Linked DNA regions of Mus musculus: all the other regions are linked to region 1. Evidence: chromatin contacts called from public promoter capture Hi-C data. All regions are on one chromosome and are shown on one strand. Each heading gives the region's core, a stretch centred on a gene start, on an enhancer-like site or on the middle of the called end of the contact. The rest is flanking DNA. Distances are from core to core; before and after follow the strand shown.

Region 1 (3,432 bases), core at 264-2,763:
TGCACCAGCTGTGGCGTGCACAGGCTTAGGGAGCACAGATGGGATGAGCGTCAACTAGAGGAAAGCACTAAGCTTCAGGGAGCACTGCCTGTGGAGAGAGCACAGGCTGGGAAGCATAAGCCTGGGCAGCACAGATTTGGAGAGCACAGGCTCAGGGGAACAGGCTCAGGGGAACAGGCTCAGGACAACATAGGCTACAGAGGAGCACAGACTTGGGAGCACCTTTTGTAGGGAGCACAGACTGGGATAAGAGCGTGGCTGGAGGAGCACAAGCTGAGGGCATCACAGCCTACAGAGGAGGATAAACTAAGGGAGCACGGGCTGGAGGGAGTGGATTGAAGAACAGGCTGGGGAGCACAGGCTGGGTGGAGGACAGGCTGGGTGGAAGACAGGCTGGAAGTGTACAGGCTGGGTGGAGGACAGGCTGGGGAGCACAAGCTGGGCAGAGGACAGCCTGGGAGTGTACAGGCTGAGTGGAGGACAGGCTGGGGAGCACAGGGTGGGTGGAGGACAGGCTGGGGAGCACACAACAAGGAGAGGATAGGCTGGAAGTGTACAGGCTGGGTAGAGAACAGGTTGGGGAGCACAGACCAGGGGAAGACAGACTGGGGAGCACAGACCAGGGGGAGGACAGGCTGGGGAGCACAGACCAGGGAGAGGACAGGCTGGAAGTGTATAGGCTGGGTGGAGAACAGGTTAGGAGAGCACAGACCAGGGCAGCACATGGAGGAAAAGGTGGCTGAGAAGCATCAAAGCTTGAACAAAGGAAGGAGTCAGCTTGGCCCAAAGCAGCGGACTGAGGCACAGGGCTCAGCCATCTATCTAGAGCCCGGAGACAGGTTGCAGCTAAAGCCCGGGAGTCCAAACAGTGTCTGCTGGTCACATCTGCCCCCTTCTGACCCAAAACAGTGTTGGAGGAGTGAGCAGACCTGTGAGATGTCTGTTCTCCAACTCAAGTTTCCAGTACCTTCCATCACCTACCCTGGCTGCAAGCTCTTGAATAGCTAATAATTGGAAGCCCTAAGGGCAGGCTGTTGAGAATTAGCATCCCTAACTGCGTTGTATCCTTGGACTCTGCATGACCAGTTACAAACCCACCCTCCTTCACTCAAGGAGCGCATAGCAGAGTGTCTACTATTATGTCTGATCAGTCTAGGCTCTAGGGATAGAGCCAGCAATGCCAGGAGCCGATCTGACCTACAGTGTGCTTCAGGAGCTGTGGTCCATAGTTCTGCCAGCTAAGGTTGTAAAGACTGTCAGAAACAAAAACACTAGCCTGTGGAAGGGGTTCTATGTCTGTCCTTTGCCAAGTTTGGGAGAGCCATGTAGTCCTTTGCTGTGCTTGTGGTGAATGAACTCTGATTCTCTGCCCATCACTGGACCCAGCCAAGGAAAAGACTCCAGGAGCTAAAGAACCCAGTACCTGCCCCAGTCCGTGGCTGCCACTGGAGGTGACTGCAGCAACCCCGCCCCTGGGTTGGGTGGGGCGGGAACTGCGAAAGTCCTGAGGACCAGTGTGATCTAGGTGGGCTCAGCCTTGGTACCCTCAGTCTAGGTAGGTGCAGACCCCTAGGATGGCCGCTGCGCGGAGTGGCTCCGCCCCGAACTGTCACAGACAGCGCAGGCAGGCGCAGGGTGCACCCCGGAGGCTGACGTAGTTGAAGACATCTGCGGAGCCCAAACTCGGCCCCGGCCCGCCAGTGACCACGGCCCTCAGGGAGCCACCCCCGGCCCCGCCCCAGGCGTCCCCGCGCCACCGTTTGGCGACACTGCGGCAGGCAGCGGGCGCGTTGCCATGGCGGCCGGGCGCGCGTAGCTGGCGGTGCCCAGCTCAGCCCGGCAGGCTCAGAGGCGGCAGCCAGCTTGGACCGGGATCTGCCCGGGAAAGGACCCGCCAGAGAGGGGATCTGACCCAGAGAAAACCTGCTGGGGAGGGGATCCCAGACCGGAGCTCTGTCCAGGGCCAGAGTTGCAACCTGCGCGCAGGCCCTGCTGAGCGCCAAGATGCAGGCCATGGACCCAGCCTCCCGGGGCTTCTACGAGGAAGATGGCAAGGACTTGGACTTCTACGACTTCGAGCCGCTCCCCACCCTGCCGGAGGATGAGGTGAGCCCGTCCCAGAAGCCCACCTGCTCCAGAAAAGGGGTGGGGAAAAGAAGTGGGTGGAACACAGCTCTTCTGCTGCATAGATTCTGGCCCCTCATAGTAGCAACTGCTAGGGGATCCTGTCCTCAGCCCCACCCGCCACAGAACAGCTGGAATGCTATATGGGACAGCAATGGGACTGTCCCTGTAAAGTTGGCTACTGGAGGAATGGGCTCTTGGTTTTAATCCTTGAACAGAATTGGGGGGGGGAGGGTGAAGATTCTGGCAGGTAGGGACAATAGGGACACACCTGACCTCCACAGCTGGCCAGGTGTTGAAGCAGATGAGCTTAGGAATGGCCAGTGAGACCCCTTCCCATCATTGAGGGTTCTTCCTTCTCTGGAAAAACCTTCCTCCCCCAAGTTCCCTGAGAGCCTCTAGTACAGAGTGGCTGGAGCTACACAGAGCCCCTCTTGGTTGGAGAAGCGAGGGACCCCTTCCCTAAGCCCCCAAACAATGGTCATGCACAAACTCCATGTTTTGAAAAAGCATGGCAAGCAGCCCCCCCCAAAAAAATGCTCCCGGGGGTATCTTGAGCTCCCTCAAGAATACAGGACCTTTGAGGAGCTCCTCCAAACCAGGCTCTGGAGTCCCTGTAAAGAATACACCATTCTTTAGTCCCTGAAATACCCTGGTGCTAGAGACCCTCCACCAGCCTTTGCAGCTGGTCTGGCCAGCAGATGAGTGAAAGTTAGCCAGAATCCTCCTGAAGCATAAGCCTGTGTGGTCTGCAGCACCAGGCCCTGGCAGCTCTTCCCTTCCTTTTCCCTAAAAGAGTGGGCTCTGAAAGCATTTTTAAAAAATTGCTCCTGCCTGTCCCACCTCCAGGGCCCTCTGAGTAGTGCTGGGGTTGGTGCTGCCCCCCACCCCCACCCCTGAGTGGCCTGGATTTGGTGCAATTTAAGGCTGTGAAGAGGAGAGTCCAGGGAATAAATAAACCTTTGGACATCTCGCTGGCTTTGATGGGAAAGAAAGGATGCGCTCAGCACACGGCCTTCAGAACTGCTGGAGGACAGGACATGTTCTAGGGTATCCGTGGGAGCCTGAGCTCTCGGTTGCCAATAGAAGCAGATCTGAGAACCTCTGTGGCCTTTTGTATCAGCCACTGAGCTTGGAGGGCTCACTCTGAGCCTGGCATTTGAGGCAGTGGGTACCACTACATCAAGGGAACCTAAGCCTGCAGGTGGAAGCTGAGCCTTATACCCAGAGTGCCATCTGTTTACCATGCCCTGATAGCTTCTGTATGAGAAATGTCCTCGGTCCCTCTGGATTGGAGAGGTTTCACAT
Region 2 (3,432 bases), core at 286-2,785, 1.3 Mb after region 1:
CGGTCTGAGACCTCAGCACGCGTCCCACCCAAGAGGAACGGGCTAGCTGCAGAAGGCATGATTTTTGAAAAGTCTGAAGCTCAGCCTCCAGCTGCTGCTTTGCCCAGAGGTTCTGCTGCAGTTTCTCCTCTAACTGCTGTTTCTCCTGATGAGGAATTTCTGCCAGTGAGAGAGGCCTCCAGTGGCCCCACCTTTCAGACCAACCCTAGGTGGGTAGCTACAGCCTGCCAAGTCATCGCCCTGATCCCTGATCCCACCCCATCACCTGCTGAGCTTGTTCCTTCTGTGCTTTCAGCTCCAGGGTTAGCTTCTGGACCTGGTTCCGCAGGAATTTGTCTTGACTTTTGGAGTTCCTGGTAGGAGGGGCAATCATACCCCTTAGTCTAGGTCAAGCAAGGGTTCCGAAGAGTAGGTAAAGGAGGCCCCACAGCCACCAAACCCTGGAGGCACATATTAGAACAGGCCAGTGCAGAGTAAACCCTAACAGGTCTGGGCAGGGGTCTACATGCTAGGGAGTAGGATGACATTTCCAGCACAGTAACTTAATCAAGGGTATGGCAGAGTGTCAAGTCATGCAAGGAGTAAAGTTAGAGGCAATCAGGTAGAGGAGGGCTCAGTGGTTGAGGCTGGGGTCAGACAGAAAGTAGGAGCCACAGCAGGGTAGGACCTGGGTTGGGCTGAGGGTTTCACCACTGACCGCTCAGAGGGAACCCCTGCCACCTCTTGCAGGATGCTGGAGTATCGGGCATTGTGGCCATTCTGAACAGCCCACCGAAGTGCCTGGATCTCTAGTTCTCTCTGTTCCCATAAGAGCCTCAGGGTACGTGGGTCCAGGGTTTCAGGGGCTAACCTGCAATTTCAGAGCCCTGTGGTTTGATCAGGCTGGCCCGTTGGCTGGCCCAGCCCAGGAGGCCGCCCCACCCCGCTGCCTCCTTACTGCTGCTTGACGGAGCAGCCCATTGGTGTGGATGTGTAGAGCTTAGCGCTCTGAGAATAGGAAGGAGCCACTCTGTCGACAGGTGTGCCAACTGGAGACCCTAAGTCACTGCTGTCTGGCTGTACACCTGCTGGAGCTGGGGATACCTGCTTATCTTCAGACTCCTGGCAAGACTTAGGGGCCATGCTTGATGTTGCTCAGGAGCTGGGAAGGAAGGAAGGCCGGAAGCAGAATAGAGTCTGTCCTGTGTCCCAGGTGTGGGAACCTCACAGGACTCTCTCTGTGTGCCACAGAGGCCCAGTTAGCACTTGCCAGTTCTTTCTGAGGAGGCTTACAGGTGACTACTCAATAGGACATAGGACTGCTGCTCACACAAGTGTCCTCATCTCTATGTTTCAGGCTAGGACAGCAGGTCACTTTCCTGGGCAACATATCCCCAGTATATACATATATTCCCTACTGTCCCCTCTTTCCCTACTTAAACTCAGGCTAGGTGCTAACCTTTTGCCTGAAACTCCTACTCATGTCCCCCTCAGCCCAGGAACTCACCACCAAACTCACCTGAGGCCTAAACCCACAGAAGGCCTAGGGAAGGAAGCATTCTATACCGTTGCCATGGATTTCTGTACCTGAGGGGGGAGGGTGTCTGTTACCAGAAGCATCCAGGGAGACCCGGCCCAGGACCACGAGTGCATTCTGTACCAATATGGTCTGGATCTGTAAACCAGATTCCTACCCACCCAGCTAAGCCAAGGAGGCCCAGGGAACTACCTGTCCCTAGCCAGTGGTGATAGGCTGGTACTGGAAAACAATGGTGTCCTATGAGTAAATTCAGTGTGGTGTGTGTGTGTGTGTGTGTGTGTGTGTGTGTGTGTGTGAGAGAGAGAGAGAGAGAGAGAGAGAGAGAGAGAAGTATGTATAGGTGTCTTGAGTATGTAAATGGTCCTAGGGAAGTGAGTTGATTTAAGGGGCAGTCAAGGATGGTGATAAGAGACTGGAGAGGCTGTGCTAACTCTAGCCAACAAGTGAAGCTGTGTCTGATAGCCTTCTACCTAACTCTTGGAAGCCTTCCTGTGTTTATCTCCACACCTCTGGGCTCTCCCCAATGGTAGTTCCACTAGTGAACCCTGAAGGACCTTGCTTCTGCCTCAGATCAGAAGAGAGGCCCAGAAGGTTCCTTCTACCTTGTCAGCCTCATACTTCCATCTGCTTCCTTATGGCCACAAGGGCTTGGGAATCTCCTCCCACAGCATTGCGATGGGGCAGAGCAGACAGAGCCCCACCAGGGCAGCAGAGAAGCCATTAGCCCCCCGCCCCCCTCCCGCTTCAGGGAGAGGAGGACTGCTGTGGAGGACGCTGGATCCGTTGGGGGAGGGGAGAGGATGGAGCTTCAGACAAAGATCCCAGGGTCTTTGTCCCAGTCAGCCTCAGGGACGACCCCCTCCCCCACCAGGGTGCAGGGCCCACTAAACTCCACCTCCCTCGGGTAGCAGCCCGGAATGGAACGAGGTGGGCGGGAGTGTTCATGGCCTTTCTTCCCGGTGTCCTCAGCCACAGATTCCTTAGGGAGCAGGGCTGAAAAGGCCTAGAGCGATTGTTGAGATGGGGTGCACGTCAGGGTTGCAGGATTCCAGTCAGGAGCCCTCTCTGTGGGCGGAGACCAGCACTTTGAAAGTCGGCTGAGGAAGTCTGAGCTGGGAGCACACCTCACTTGGGCCAATCAGCCCAGAGCTAACGCAGCAGCAGACGCGCTTCCGCATTGATTAACAGAGGTGAGCATCTGGGGCGACTCCGTCCGGCCACTACCTAACTCAGGGCCCCGCCCACACCTGGTTGCCTCCGGGGCGGGACCGAGTAACGAGCCAATGGGGCGTGGTGGGAGAAGGGTCGCCAATGGGAGTGGGCATGGGGCGGGAGACACACGCCTCCGAGCTAATGGGATGCTGTGGGGCGGGGCGTGAAGACCGGGAGCCAATGAGGCCGTGAGGTTGGGCGCGCCGCGGCGCTGGGACAGCAGGTTGAGGCGGCACCGAAGCGCCCAAGTCCCGAAGGCCAGCAAGTACCCAGGTGAGCTGTGCCGGGTTCTCGAGACTCCTGAGCACTGGGCGCGGCATCAGGGAGCCGTCTTCGACCGAGGAGAAGCGAATCTGGGTGAAGGGACGCGTGGTGGCCGTGCTGCACCTGCGTCTGTCCGCTGCAGAGTGGGACGTCTGGATCCCGCGCTGCCGGGGATCTGCCGTGAGGCGGGCTGTGCCCACCCCCCCCAGTGGGGCGGGACCACCAGAACCCAGAGCTCTGGCTGGACGGGAGGGACTGCAGAGGCGGACCGGGGACTGGCGTGGGGCAGAGGGCGCTCCTCAGGTCTGGGGTCGGTTCGGAGATGGAGGTCTGTCTGAGTTGTGACTCTCAGCTTCTCCCAGGCCCAAGACTGTTCCCTCCCTGGGGGGGCGTTTCCATGACTGAGGCCGGCGTTGTATTTGCATATAGTCATTACT
Region 3 (3,432 bases), core at 664-3,163, 1.1 Mb after region 1:
TCTGGGAACCAGAAATAAGTTCCCTTGGAAAGGCAGCTATGAGATGAATGATTGACCCCTGCACCAACAGAAACAGATAGCGCCCATCCATTCCCAGGAGACTCCTAAACTCAATGCACTAAGTGAAGTGGAAACGTGGGTACTAGGATCCCGACCAGAGAGGTGAGTCCTGCATACCCCGGCACAAGAAGGCGTGATTGGCGCTCTCCCTTACCATATAGGGTCCGGGGGAGCGGGGTCGGTGGGGGGGTGGGGGAATGGAAGCACCACGCGGCCACCGTACCTGCAGAGTGCCGGCAGGGGGCGCCAGGGCAGCGACTTTGAGCCTTAAAAGGTCATTCTAGGCTCCAGGGCGACAAGGAATGAACTGCATCGCTGCTGTGGGACCAGTAGGGGACACCAGGCCCCCACCACAGCACCCAGCAAATCCTGGACAGGATCAGCCCAGGGTTCCCCCGGGAAGCAGGCATGGAACTTTTGACACCATCTTGTCTGGTTCAGAGTATTCGTCCAGAAGAATACGGACCCAGACCTGGTCCTCCACTTCTGAACTGGACTGGGTGCCCTGGAAATGTGGGGCCAGGGCCAGTTGAAGCTTGAGTTCTCCCTGCCTGAAGCAGCCAAATACCATCCAGGACTTTGGCCAGCAAATGTCCACAACAGCAGGCCAGAGACTACTGCCAAATTGAGGATAACCTACATGTCCACCTCAGAGCAAGGAAGATAGAGGGGTGGGAGGAATAAAAGCAGTCATAGGATGGTGGTTATCAAGTGCACTTTATTGAATCCACTGTGGATAGATAAATGAGTGTTACACCTGCGTGTAGGGAGGGGCAAGGAGGGACGCAGCTGCGGAGGGTGAAGCACTTCAGGACCGGAAGTCGGAATCCTCTATTAAGTGTGAAGGTTTTGAGCGTTAAGAACAATGATGATGACACTAACAATGGTGATAACAACCATCAGGATGCTGAGGACCAAGGTGCTGATGTTCAGGCACTTAGCAGTGGAGGCGTAGGCCTGGGCTCCAGTCACATCACCCACCATCTTCCGATCCCTAGACTGGAGCAGAACAGATAGACACGGTCAGTGGCCCTGGAGCTGATAGGCAGATGCTCTGACAGTTTTCCTGACGTACTCCCTGTGGACTGCATCTCCCCATCTTAGGTCAGGAACATTTTACATCCTCTGATCATCCAGGAGGCCCTAGCACTTGTTGTTCACCCCACTGTAGGCTATTGTTCCCCATGAATCTCCTGAACATTTTCCACACAGGCTAGAATCCCAGTCTGTTGAGTGAAGGTGCTATAGGCATCTCTGCATTGGAAGAGTCTGACTCCAGAATCCCCAGGCAGCCTCACCCTGTGTCTGCCCCCAGAGAGCCTTTAAGCCTACACGTGTACACACACACACACACACACACACACACACACACCACAGAAGAATGAACACAAACTTATTTTAAACAAAGGACCCCACACTCATACCTCGGTGCCATCTGGGTAGATGGAGCTTCAGGTTCACACACACCTTTTTACACCATCACTCCCCCCATTCTAGCACACTCACCTTCACGGAGTAGGCATAGGCTATGAAGCCCAGGCAGCAGAAGTTCATGAAGAGTGTATTGAACAGGGACCAGACCACATGGTCAGGCACCGACACCTCTCTGGGCATGTTGATCACAGTAGTTCTGACAGAAGCCGATCCGTGCGGTGCCCCCATCTCAGCCACCTCATATTCTTCCTTGATTCTTTCGTAGTTTGGGGGCTGTCCTCCACTGGCAGCGGTGATGAAGGCTTGAGAAGTGTGGTTCATGGTGCGGAGCAAAGGCAGCACTGAAGGGCAAAGGATGGAGCGCGCTGCGGGTCTGCCCTTTCTGCGGCAGTTTCGGTTTCTCAGAAGTTTCCTTTTCCTGAATTTTGGCTTGATGAAACTGCTCTGGGTTCAGAGGGGCGGGGATCTAAAAAGCCTGCGGATCAAATTACTCCAGGGCAGGATGTCAGGAAGGATTGTGAATCAGGGGAACTTCCAGGCCAGGAGCCCAAGTCAGGACTTGTCCCAAGGCCCAAACCTCAGTGTTTAAGAGTGAGGGGTCCTGGAGTCAACCAAGCTCACGCTCACAGCTGCAGAACCTCACTGTTCCTTATCAAGGTCCCAGCCAGGCCCCAAAGAACCCTCTATTCTTTATTCAGCAATAAAGAGTGCCCAGAGAGCCTCTCACTATGAACGCCAGTTCTCCTGGCTTCATAGACAGGTGGGATGAACGGTACTTCTTGTGTTTTAAAGAGGAGAGAGAAGGAATATCTTCGGTGGCTATGCAGTCATATGTTGGGGGAGGGGGGGCCTCTGCAGGCCCACGCTGAAGCGTCCCTTCCCTTTGAGGGACCAGCCACACGGTGGTATCGCATAGAACAGAGTTTATTCTCTATTCATGGGGAGGGGGTTGAGAGGGTAGTAGAGACAGAGAAAGGCAGAGAGAGAGAGAGAGAACAGAGAAGTAGAGGCTGGCCATGAGCACTCGGAGGGAGTGGGGAATGAGGAGGGGGAAGCAGGTGCAGGAAGGTTAGAGAGTAAGGGGGGGAGCAGCCCCTTTTAGTGTGAGTCAGGCACACCCAGCTGTTGCCAGATAACTGTGGGGCAGAGCCTAGACAAAATGCTAACACGCCTCTGTGTCTCTCTCCTTGCAGAGCCCTAGTGCCCTAAGTGTGATCAACCACTGGACTTTGGTATTAGAACTAAATGATCTTCGGTCACTTGGCTCTGACCTCATGGTCCTGGGCTGGCCTGTTGGTGCTACAGCCACTCTTTTTCCCTCCTGCCCTAACAAAATTTATTAGTGCTAGTGGCATGGTCACCGAGAGGACCTTCGTCCTACCAGAGACGCTTTCTCAAACGCTTGGTGGGGTGAGGGCTGTGACCAGGAAAGCTACTCCTGATCATACTGAAGGACTCAGTGATAACAGGGACATCTGGCCTGGCTTCTCTTGTTAGGACTTGCATCCACTTTCTATCTTGGTGGCACTGGAAGGACCAGGCTACTACAGAGATCTCCTTCAAGGTGCCCTGCAGCACCCACCCTTCCTAGTGCCCTGAGTCTTGGGAGCTGGGGCTGCTCTAGTTTCTAGGTTCCACTCATTTCATTATCTTTCTTGAGTTCTTCACAGAGACATCAGCACCTCCTACAGACTCCCTTCTTTGCAGTCCTATTAGCTGGTGCTGGTTTAGTCAACATCTCTGAAAAAGTCTGCCTCTGGGAAGCTAGGTAGAGTGGTTTCCATGGGCGTACCTACCTCACAGAGGCCTCCTTCCAGGCCTCAGTCAGGCCTCAGGCCTCAGGGGTAGGGCTTTGGACTGGCCACAGGGACTCTGATTGGAGCCTGAAAGTGGTGGTTTCTGTTGGTTTCTGGTGTTATTTCTTTCTGTTCTGCGGAT
Region 4 (3,432 bases), core at 538-3,037, 1.1 Mb after region 1:
GGAAGCAAGGACCCAAATCCTGCAGACACTGGAAGCCCAATCTGACTTTTTGGTGCCAGCCTTGGGTAAGCAGAAGTATCCTTTAGAAGGAACTCCAGGGATGCAAGGCATGTTAGCGGGGTGCCAAGGCACACACAGCCTCCCCCCTAGGAGAGGTGGAACCTAGGAGCTGTGAGGCCAGCAGAACTGTCATGTGGTCCTCCTACAAGAAACCTTCTAGAGTCCCCACCCACTCCAGGTCCCTACATAAGCCTGAGTGTGGGGAAGGAAACAGTGAGGGCAGCAAACTTCACAGCACCCAACTTTTGTGTGCGGGCCAGCTCAGGAGCTTGAAGTCATATCCAAGAGGCCACCACAAAAAGAGGACACATCTTGGCTAGGGATTTCTTTTCCCCTAAAGTAAAGGACTCCGGGTGTCTTTCACTCCTAGGCCGGAGCCTCCTTTGCCCAAAGTTCTGCACCCTTCCTGGGACCCCCGGGAGCACGGCCTCAGCGTTAGATGATCCTCGGATCCCCTCTGCCTGGATCAGGCAAAAACCCACAGGTCGGCTGCTGCCCATATCTGGAGACCAGAAGCCTGACAAGTTAACGACACTTGCTCTCCTCAGACAAAAAGGATGCAAGGTGAGCTCGGTACAGAACCAGAGAACAGTGAGTCACAGCCAGAGTTGCCACCCCGTGCACTTTATTGAATCCACTGTGGACAGATAGGTGAAGGTAACATTTGCATACGCGTAGGGTAAAGGGTCGAGGCTTGAGCCTGGGGGCGGGGCAGGGGCGGGGCAGATGTGGACCGTGGAGCACAGGGCAGCTAGAATCCAGAATGGGGTGTTCTTTGTGCAAAAGACTGAAAGACTACCACAGAGGTGGTAGAGAAAATAATGATGCAGATAATGACCATAAGGATGCTGAAGATCAGGGAGCTGATATTCAGGCACTTGGCAGTGGAGGCGTAGGCCTGGGCTCCAACCACATCGCCCACCATCTTCCTGTCCCTAGACTGAAGGAAATTAGATGTAAGGAGCCCTGGAGCTGGCCAGCTGAGAGCCAGGTGCTCTGGCTCCATTTCCCCAACTGCTCCCTGCCCACTGTCTCACTCCCTCCAGCCGGGAAACCCTCCCCTCTTTTCACACACACACAAACACAAACTATACAGTAAGCTCCAGCATTCGCTGCATACCTCACTTTCCACACAGATTAGGGCCCCAGTCTAAAGGGTGAAGGGGTGGGGAAAGTCTGGCCCCAGAATCCCCAGGCAGTTTCATCCTGTGACTATCAGAAAGTCTCCAACACCAGAGACAGACAGTGCGCGCGCGCGCGCGCGCGCACGCACGCACGCACACACACACACACACACACAAATAGGAAGGGTGCACACACACTTTCTTACAGAAAGGACCCCACACTCACACCTCGGTGCTATCTGAGTAGATGGCGCTTCAGGCTCACACACACCTTCTTACACCATTCCCTCCCACCCCCTCTAGCACACTCACCTTCACAGAGTAGGCATAGGCAACGAAGCCCAGGCAGCAGGCGTTGAAGAAGAGTGTATTGAACAGGGACCAGACCACATGGTCAGGCACCGACACCTCTCTGGGCATGTTGATCACGGTGGTCCTCACAACAGCTGAGTTGCTGGGTTCCCCCAGCTCAGTCACCCCGTACTCCTCTTTGATTGTCTCATAGCTTGGAGGAAGCCCGGCATTGGTGGACAAGAAGGCTTGAGAATTGTGGCTCATGGTACTGACTCTGGAACAATCGCCCCGTCTGGAGGATGGCTGCTGCTATCCTGGTTCTGTAGACCCGCCCTTTCTCTAGCAATTTCCTTTTCCTGTTGGTGGGTTAGTCTCCAGAGGGCCTTACTGTGGGGAATTGGCTGGATACTGAAGTGGGCGGTACTTAGGCCTTGAGTATCAAATTACTTCAGGACTAGTTGACTGTTGAGGTACCTCTGTATAAACTTCCAGGGATCTAGACTTGTCCCAGGGCTAAAACTTGTCTGAAGGTCTCCACCTCCTGCTTACAGTAGGCATACTAGAACTTCTCCCCAGATCTAGTCTCCCCAGCCCCCTGCTCTCACACCCCTGGTACATCCCTAAACCTGGCCTCACAGTGAGGGCCTCCTCTAAAAAACCCCAAGCACACACACCCCTAAACTAATCTGTTGCAGGTGGGGGCTGGGGAGATCTGCAACTCAATGTTTCTTTGGCTGTCAGTTGGGGAAGGAGGAGCCTTCCAGCACAGGGCCTGGATGCTCCTGGCTAGCTAGGGAAGGAAAATTCCAGTCACTTGGCTGCAGCCGGGGAGCTTATGGAAGGCAGATGTTTTCCTACCAGTTGCGAAACAGCCATTGCTAAAATGAAGCCTGTAGGAGTACGGCTACACAGGGAACTCCGAGTCTTTCCCGGCAGAAGCAGTGAGGGAACTGAGCGTCCTAGAAACAAGGGAAGTTCCCTGGTGGTGAAGGACACAAATCGTTTGACACTTGAACCCATTCAGTAACCTCACACCCCCACCCCCAGCACCCAAATTTCATCCCACAGGGCAGAATGGAGCAAGGAGGAGATCAGTGAGTCTAACTACAGAGCCCTTGTTCGCCTCTACTTGTACAACCATCACCATCGATCAGAGCCTCAAAAGCTGGAGCAGGTCACATGTCTGTAATCCCAGCACTTGGGAAAGGTCAGCAGGAGAATCAGTTCAAGGTCCAGCCTGGGCTACATGACAGCTTGTCTTAAATAAATGAATAAAAAGTAGTAAGTAAAAATTTTAAAAAAATGAACGAAAGGGGAACTCAACATTTCTTCTAGAAGAGGCACAATGGGTAACAGGCTCCACATTCTTGCTCATTAGCAAAATGCAGATCAAAGCCCCAGCAGCACACTGCTCATACCCATTAGGAAGCACTGTAGTTTAGAAGCAAAGAAACCACACCACTGATGCTGCAGGCTTTGCAGGCAGTGGGCAGATCGAAGCTACAACCCAGAATCCCACTTCTCGTGTGTAAGAGAATGAACACATGTCTATACGTATCCTGTATGCCTGTATCTCATGTCTACAGCAGCATTCGTAACGACAGGCAACAGACAGAGGTTAGATGTCTATCAACTGGCAAATGAAAAAGGAAAGCTCTGATATATGCTAAACCTGAATAAGCCTTATGAACAGCTCTCAGGTCAGAAGTAGGTGAGCAGCCTCCAGGGGCTAAAGGGAAAGAGGGTGGGGTAAGGTGTCTTTGTTATTGTTTGGTTTGGTGGTGGTGTGGGGGTTGTTCTTGGTTTTGTGTGTGTGTGTGTGTGTGTGTGTGTGTGTGTGTGTGTGTGTGTGTGTGTGTGTGTGTGTGTGAGAGAGATGAAAATCATTTTAGGGGAAAAGTCAGAGGTGGTAAGGTGTGGCTCTTTTTCCTAGTGAGCCCTGTGCATGTCCTCT

The links. Promoter capture Hi-C pulls out the DNA fragments that hold promoters and counts their contacts.
Region 2: a contact with region 1 is called in a promoter capture Hi-C map of hippocampal neurons, with 3 times the contacts expected there. The contact joins the promoter of Lmntd2 here to the promoter of Kndc1 in region 1. A contact is called at or near these places in 1 of 39 promoter capture datasets (hippocampal neurons) and 1 of 115 datasets of contacts at active chromatin or transcription factors (astrocytes).
Region 3: a contact with region 1 is called in a promoter capture Hi-C map of stem cell-derived epiblast-like cells, with 2.8 times the contacts expected there. The contact joins the promoter of Ifitm3 here to the promoter of Kndc1 in region 1. A contact is called at or near these places in 3 of 39 promoter capture datasets (cranial neural crest, hippocampal neurons and stem cell-derived epiblast-like cells).
Region 4: a promoter capture Hi-C map of hippocampal neurons shows a contact between it and region 1, with 4 times the contacts expected there. The contact joins the promoter of Ifitm2 here to the promoter of Kndc1 in region 1. A contact is called at or near these places in 2 of 39 promoter capture datasets (embryonic stem cells and hippocampal neurons).

Annotation. Positions count from the first base shown.
Region 1 is chr7:139,893,183-139,896,614 of GRCm38.p6, forward strand. It overlaps Kndc1 (kinase non-catalytic C-lobe domain (KIND) containing 1), which reads left to right and starts at 1,514. Exons shown (of 31, transcript NM_177261.4): 1 at 1,514-2,106. The coding sequence starts at 2,005.
Region 2 is chr7:141,212,937-141,216,368 of GRCm38.p6, forward strand. Lmntd2 (lamin tail domain containing 2) reads right to left here and starts at 1,536. Exons shown (of 14, transcript NM_001382822.1): 1 at 1,499-1,536; 2 at 938-1,141; 3 at 698-850; 4 at 266-353; 5 at 1-145. The coding sequence starts at 1,122. It overlaps Rassf7 (Ras association (RalGDS/AF-6) domain family (N-terminal) member 7), which reads left to right and starts at 2,924. Exons shown (of 6, transcript NM_025886.3): 1 at 2,924-3,004.
Region 3 is chr7:141,008,831-141,012,262 of GRCm38.p6, forward strand. Ifitm3 (interferon induced transmembrane protein 3) reads right to left here and starts at 1,914. Exons shown (of 2, transcript NM_025378.2): 1 at 1,567-1,914; 2 at 760-1,059. The coding sequence starts at 1,815. The coding sequence ends at 895.
Region 4 is chr7:140,954,174-140,957,605 of GRCm38.p6, forward strand. Ifitm2 (interferon induced transmembrane protein 2) reads right to left here and starts at 1,788. Exons shown (of 2, transcript NM_030694.1): 1 at 1,497-1,788; 2 at 666-1,000. The coding sequence starts at 1,742. The coding sequence ends at 812.